2 separate regions of the Rattus norvegicus genome follow, and region 1 is linked to region 2. Evidence: chromatin contacts called from public Hi-C data. All regions are on one chromosome and are shown on one strand. The core of a region is the stretch at or near the end of the contact, and the rest is flanking DNA. Distances in the headings are between cores, read along the strand shown.

The links. Hi-C and Micro-C count contacts between places; a contact is called where the count stands out from the background.
Region 1: a contact with region 2 is called in a Hi-C map of Schwann cells, with 5 times the contacts expected there. The contact joins two enhancer-like sites. A contact is called at or near these places in 3 of 12 Hi-C or Micro-C datasets (Schwann cells, liver and psoas muscle).

What each region holds. Positions count from the first base shown.
Region 1 is chr4:128,499,044-128,502,050 of GRCr8, forward strand. No RefSeq gene overlaps it. Among named protein-coding and RNA genes, the nearest start is that of Slc25a26, 93 kb to the right of the region's middle. Within about 2 kb of position 1,733, at least 23 of the 93 cell types and tissues checked have an H3K27ac peak or open chromatin away from gene starts, as enhancers often do.
Region 2 is chr4:128,194,498-128,197,688 of GRCr8, forward strand. The region is part of intron 1 of Magi1 (membrane associated guanylate kinase, WW and PDZ domain containing 1); the gene reads right to left. Among named protein-coding and RNA genes, the nearest start is that of Magi1, 170 kb to the right of the region's middle. Within about 2 kb of position 1,269, at least 2 of the 93 cell types and tissues checked have an H3K27ac peak or open chromatin away from gene starts, as enhancers often do.

The sequences.
Region 1 (3,007 bases), core at 483-2,982, 310 kb after region 2:
CCTAAACGTAACTCTTCTAAACCAAAAACTACGGCGTGATTAAAACCAACCATCTCAAAGCAGTGACTACTCAAAGTGAGTAATTCAGTGGCAGCTGGTTTATTTGACGTGCTGTAGTTACCATATCTACCAAGATGTTTTTACGCATAGATTTTGAACTCCATTATCATTAAACAATGCTGCTTCCCTCTCCCTCCCTCCCTGTCTGTATCTTTCTTTCTGAAAGGGTCTCACTACGGACTCAGCCTAGCCTTGAAGTCTCTGATTGTCCCGCCTTTGCCTCCCAGTGTTAAGATTAAAGCTTGCTCCACTTCCCACTCTTGGCACCCGGGAACTGGGAGTCTGCATTCCGTCTTTACAGATTTACCCATCATGGACAGTTTACGTGAATGGAAGCATCCAATGTATAAATTTTTATCTTAGGGTTTCATGGCTGTGAAGAGACCCCATGACCGAGGCAACTCTTATAAAGGACAACATTTACAGTTTCAGAAGTTTAGTCCTTTATTGTCATAGTGGGAAGCCTGGCTTCCAGACAGACGTGATGCTGGAGAAGGAGCCGAGGGTTAGATATCTTGATCAGGAGAAGACTGGAATTCCACACTGGATGGAGACCTCAAAGTCCATCCCCACAGTGACACACCCCCTCCAACAAGGCCACACCTCCTAATAGTGCTAATTCCCATGGGCCAAGCATATTGAAACCACCACACATGCTGTCCCAAAATGTAGTGCTTTACCATTTTAGAAAATTGCAAAGGCAGTGAAGGCGCCACCCCTGTTCTCTGTGGTAGGTCATAGGAGAGTTTTCTGATTGTCCTTTGGAGAAAGTAATAAAATCCACGCAATCAAGTGCCCATCCTGCATGCAGATGAATGTACAGCGAAAGCAGCTTAAGGGTCGAGGAGTTTATTTCCCTTGAATTTTGAGGGTACAGTTCATCTTGGAGGGGAGAGTGTGATGCAGGGGTGGTATGTTCACGCAGGACGAGAAGCTAAAGCAAAGTCCCTCTGGGTGTTCCTGATGGGGTCTAGTTCTCTGTGCTCTGTGTCTAGGTGTGATTTGTAACACCATGCTACTTGAAGAAGGGACCCAAAGTTTAACATGTCTAAGTGAAATTGGTGTCTGTTCTTTGGCATGAAACCAGTGAAAGTCCACCTTGGTAACATCAGAATGTAACTCACAGTTCTTAAGGAGGACGACACAGCACGTTGCTATTCCCCAAGTGCTTCCTAGATTTTTGCCTGGTTCATTCTGCTGCAACAGAGATCGCACACTATCTGTTGACATGGTGACTGGAAGGATGGGCGGATGTGGGGTGTAGGATGCAATCTGAGTTAGGAAGTATTAAGTTAGGAAGTGACACCCTCATCCCAGGCTTGCCAAGTTGCATCTGCAGAGGATGTGTGCTTCTGAGAGTACCAACCTTGGAATAGGGAGGTCTGAACAGAGGCTGAGTCAGAATGATTCATGTGTCGCTCAGATATCCCAGATGCCTCTGAGCTGGAATAGCCCTGCACTGTAATCACTGCTGGCTGCCTGGGTGTCTCTTAGGCCTTTTAAAATTCTAATAGTCATACGATTCTGGGAACTGGAAAAAGGCGAGACTATCTCTAGACAACATTTACAAGGACCATGTAGGTGAAAGAGTCAAGTGTCTGTCTGTGTTGACAGGTCCCTTTGCAACTGCAGAAACCCAGGCCAAAGAAGTAGGCTCAGTCCCAGCCAACACTTTCAGAGCTGTGCGAAGGTGGTGGCTGAGTCAGAGAGATGAGGCCTGCCAGAAGAAATCCCACAGGCGTTACTGTAAAATCAATGCCAGTGCTTGAGAAAATTGAATTCAGGAGACCAGAGACTATTAGCAAAAGGTGAAAAATCTATATTTCCCATCACTCCCCAAAGCAGAGTCACTAACAGTGCAAGAAGACTGGTGAGCACCGTTGACAGAGAAAGTGAAGACACCAGACTGCATGAATGCTGGGACTCTGGGTGCCTCCCAACGTTTCTGTGTTAGACTTTCCATTATTTTGAAGAAAGAAGAAGACCCAAGAAAATAAGCTTTCAAAAGAGAAAATGGATGTGGGCTCAAGAGAGCTCAGCCTAGAGTCACTGCTTTTAAGTCTAAGACAAGGCAGAGGCTGGCAAGGGCATAGTGGGACAGAGCTGCTCGCCGAGTAATGGCCAGGAAACGTTGCCTGGGTCCAATAATTTCACCTCTAGGGGTGCAGTGTGAATGTTCCCCAACATCCCTCTTAATTATGCCTTCGTTCTGAAAGCCAGCAAGATAATAGAAGTGCAGTGCTAGCCCAGGATTACTAGCTACAGTGCTAGCCCAGTATTACTAGCTACAGTGCTAGCCCAGTATTACTAGCTACAGTGTCCGGGTCATTTGAGTAAGTGCTTTGGGCCAGTTAAGAACATGGAGGGAGCCTAGAGGCAGGAGGCTGAGGAAGGCACCCACTGCCCCACAGTAGATTCCCAGCTCTCTCCAAAGATCCAACTATGACCTTTATAAACTGCAGCAACTTTTTTCTTTCTTTGAAAGGATTATTACTTGAAAATGTCATACGTAAATACAATGTATCTTGATCAAATTCGTCCCCACTCCCACTCCTGCAGCTCCTCTATACATGCCCTCTCCCGTGCTTCCCTCCCAACTGTAGTGACGGAAATGTACTCTGTCGAGCTAGAATTACTGAGGCTTCTGGCACCAGACTTGCCCTCCAGTGCGTTCTCATTAAATGTTTTAACTCCTTCCAACTACAGGGCCTCCACACACAGAGTCCCGTGTTACTAGTTTTTGTCACTACCCGCTGCCCCTGGTCAGGAGTAGATAAGAAGAAGAGTTGGGGACAAGACATTGATTGCTTCCAAAGGCATATCCCCCTGGTCCACTTCCTCCACTTATACCCCCTACCTATTCCAAATAATGCCAGAAAATTATAAATCCATAAATCCATTAATAGATGAATCTGTAGACACAGGCAGCGCCCTCATGACATTGTCT
Region 2 (3,191 bases), core at 19-2,518:
ACCCATCACCTGTTTTCCCGTATTAGCTCTACCTAAACGACGACAGTAGAATTTCAAAAGTAAAACGTGACATGCATTTGGTACATGCATTTATATGAATTCTATGTTAGTCCCTTACTTGGATATATTAATACACTCAACATGTCTCACTGCCCTCCACAACAAGTTAACATAACTGTTAACTCCGGGAAGAATGGCTCTTATCAAGAAGACAGAAAAACAATTACCAAAGAGAACCCTACGAATATAAATTAGCACAGCCATTATGGAAGACGGTGCTCTCGCTCCTTCAGGAGAATTGAGAGAACCGCTATATGAGCCAACAATCCCACTGACAGGTGTACACATAAAGGAAATGCAATAGGCCTGTGCAACAGACAGCTGCTCTCACACTGTAGGCTACTCATATAAACCACGCAAACTAGAGTGAGGTAGTTTGTGCGCTTCCCCGCTCAGTCTTCCGTGTCTTCTTACTCGGATCTGTATAGAGCAGCGGTTCTCAACCTGTGTGATCCCCGAAACAACCCTTTCACAGAGGTCTCACATCAGGTACCCTGCGAATCGGGTATTTACCTTATGATTCAGAACAGTGGCAAAGTTACAGCTATTAAGTAGAGATAAAAGTGATTTTATAGTGAGGGTCACTGCAACATGAGAGCTGTATTAAAGGCTCACAGCACTGGGACGGTTGAGAACCACTGGTATGGAGAGAGTTGTCCCTGGTATGTTCCCTTTGAACTTGCTTCGCTTGTGGGCTGTTGGTTGGTCGGTTGGCCTGCTGGTGAGGACTGAACCCAACACTTCACACATGCTAGGCAAGTGCTCTACCATTGAGCGACCTCCAGAATTTTCCATGTCTCCAGAATCTTCAGTGACAGCTTCTGGGTCATCTTTCATACTTGTGGTGAGTATCCTTCGTATCCGTCCACTCTGGTAGGTGTCTACCACTTTTACTGACACTTTCAATAGCTCGTTGATTTTCTCCAATAGGCTCTATTATCAATAATTGCTGAGGCATTATTAGAGGATTGTAGGTTTGATACATGCCATGGCTACAGCAACATAGAGAAGGATTTACTTTGAGCTTACAGCCGCAGAGCTTCTGATCAAGAAAGAACAGCAGCAGAAGGCTGGAGCCGCTCAGAATCCACACTGTGAGTCTCAAACAGGAAGCAGAAAGAGCACACTAGAAACCGTATATGGCTCATGGAAACTCAAGCCTGCCCGCAATAACGTACCTCCTCCGGTAAGGTCACCCTTCCGAAGCCTACCAAGACAAAGTCACTAACTGGGGAATCACATATTCAGATGCCTGGAATATGAGTCATATCTCATCCAAACCACCCCACTAACCATGTGTTTATTTAATTTCCTTCTGTGTAATTGCATTTATTCAGCTTTCCTTATAACCCCTGGAAATGGGAGGAATCTTACCTTCTATAAAATAGAAGAACGAAATAGTCCTTTATGCCTTGTTTAACCAACACATGAACCTATGGCATATGCACCTGAGGTAGGCACTTCACTGTGAATAACAACCAAATCACAATGGCTCCACATAACCCCACTGGAAATGTGTGAGGGCCATCGAGGGTTCAATTCAAAAGTCATCGTTTGGTTTAATAATACAGACATAGAGGAATCATAGTAATAAAATATTTCAACAGCTAAATGCTTACAACTAAATATGTTAGCATGTAACCAGTTAAGTATCACTGTGCACAGTTTGATCATTCTACTTTGTTTTTCCAGTCCCTGCTTCAGACCTCTACCACAGAAGTTGCTCTGCCTCCATCAAATTTTTATGGCCATTTCTCCAACATCGAAACAAATGCCATAGCCCTGAGTTATAGGGCTATATCCTACAGAGCAGGAAGTAGCTGATTTTCCCTCCTGGGTGTCTTAAGACATAGCAAAGCAACAGCACTACCTTTTTACAACACTGCAATTTTCACTCTGTGAAGGGAGGAGGTAATAAAAGGTTATTTAATTCACACCCATTTTCTCATTTTGTTTAGCTCTTGAATTTTGTGCATGTGCAATTCTAACATAATTTCAGACAGAATTTTTTTGAGCTGCAGCAAAATGCCTTTCTGTCCTTCTTTCCTTCCTTCCTTCCTTCCTTCCTTCCTTCCTTCCTTCTCATAAGCTGCCTCGTGGCACCACAGGGTGCCATGGGCAAAGTCACGACAACTTCTGTTGCTTGGCCAGCTCTATTTCCATCTAACTCCTCTCTCTGCTTCATTCTGGACCAGGAACTTTGCTGCTCCCAGTCCTGGGTGACAGCAGCCTTCTCTGCCTTCTCACTGCAAGTGAAAATCAAATACACCGGTCTTCTCCCAAAAAAGTCTCTTTACACTTGTGTCATTTCTGTTGATCAGATTTTTCACCGCTCTGTCAAAGTACCTGACATATAACTTGAGAAGAAAGATTTATTTTGGATCATGGTTCAAGGGTTCACCAGCTGCTGAGCACTGTGTGCTTGCCAGAAGATTATGGGGGAGGGGTATATAATGAGTCATGGTGCCCAGGAAATGTAGAAGGGGACAAGGTACAGCCTCTAACAAAAGCCTCCTCCGGTGACTTACTTCCTCCAATTATATCCCGGTTTTTATTTTTCACCAGCAACTCCTAATGATGCCAATCCCAACATGAGTCCATCAAAGGACATATAATCCACTTGTTATAGTCAATCACTTCCTAAAAGTCATTCAGTTAGCAACCAAGTGGCAAATACAGGAGCCTGTAAGGGACATTTCACAAGCAGTAATGTGTTAGTAGCCACTACAATGGTCTTCAATGACTCCCACCTTTTGGTATTTGTGTTTCTCTACCATTTAGTAAGCCAGTCTCTTCCAGTCAAGATTTAAGAAGACTGAGCCTCGCCTGTCTCAGGAGGCTCTCCTGTTCTTCCCAGAGGAGCTAGATGTCACAGAGAAGTCCACTGGACGTCTTGGGGTCGACCAAGTAAGAGACCAAGGCATGTGATGAGGAGACGACCTGTCGGTGCCCTTCAGGTGTTTGGATAAGACTTCAGCTGTCATCAGAAAGCGAACCCCCAAGATCCCCAAGTTCAAGTTCCAAGTAAACCCACACTCAGGCTACTGACCAGCAGGATGAAGAACCCCATCTATCATTTTCAGCTACTAAGTTCTGAGACACATTTATTAAAAGCAATAATAAATAACGAA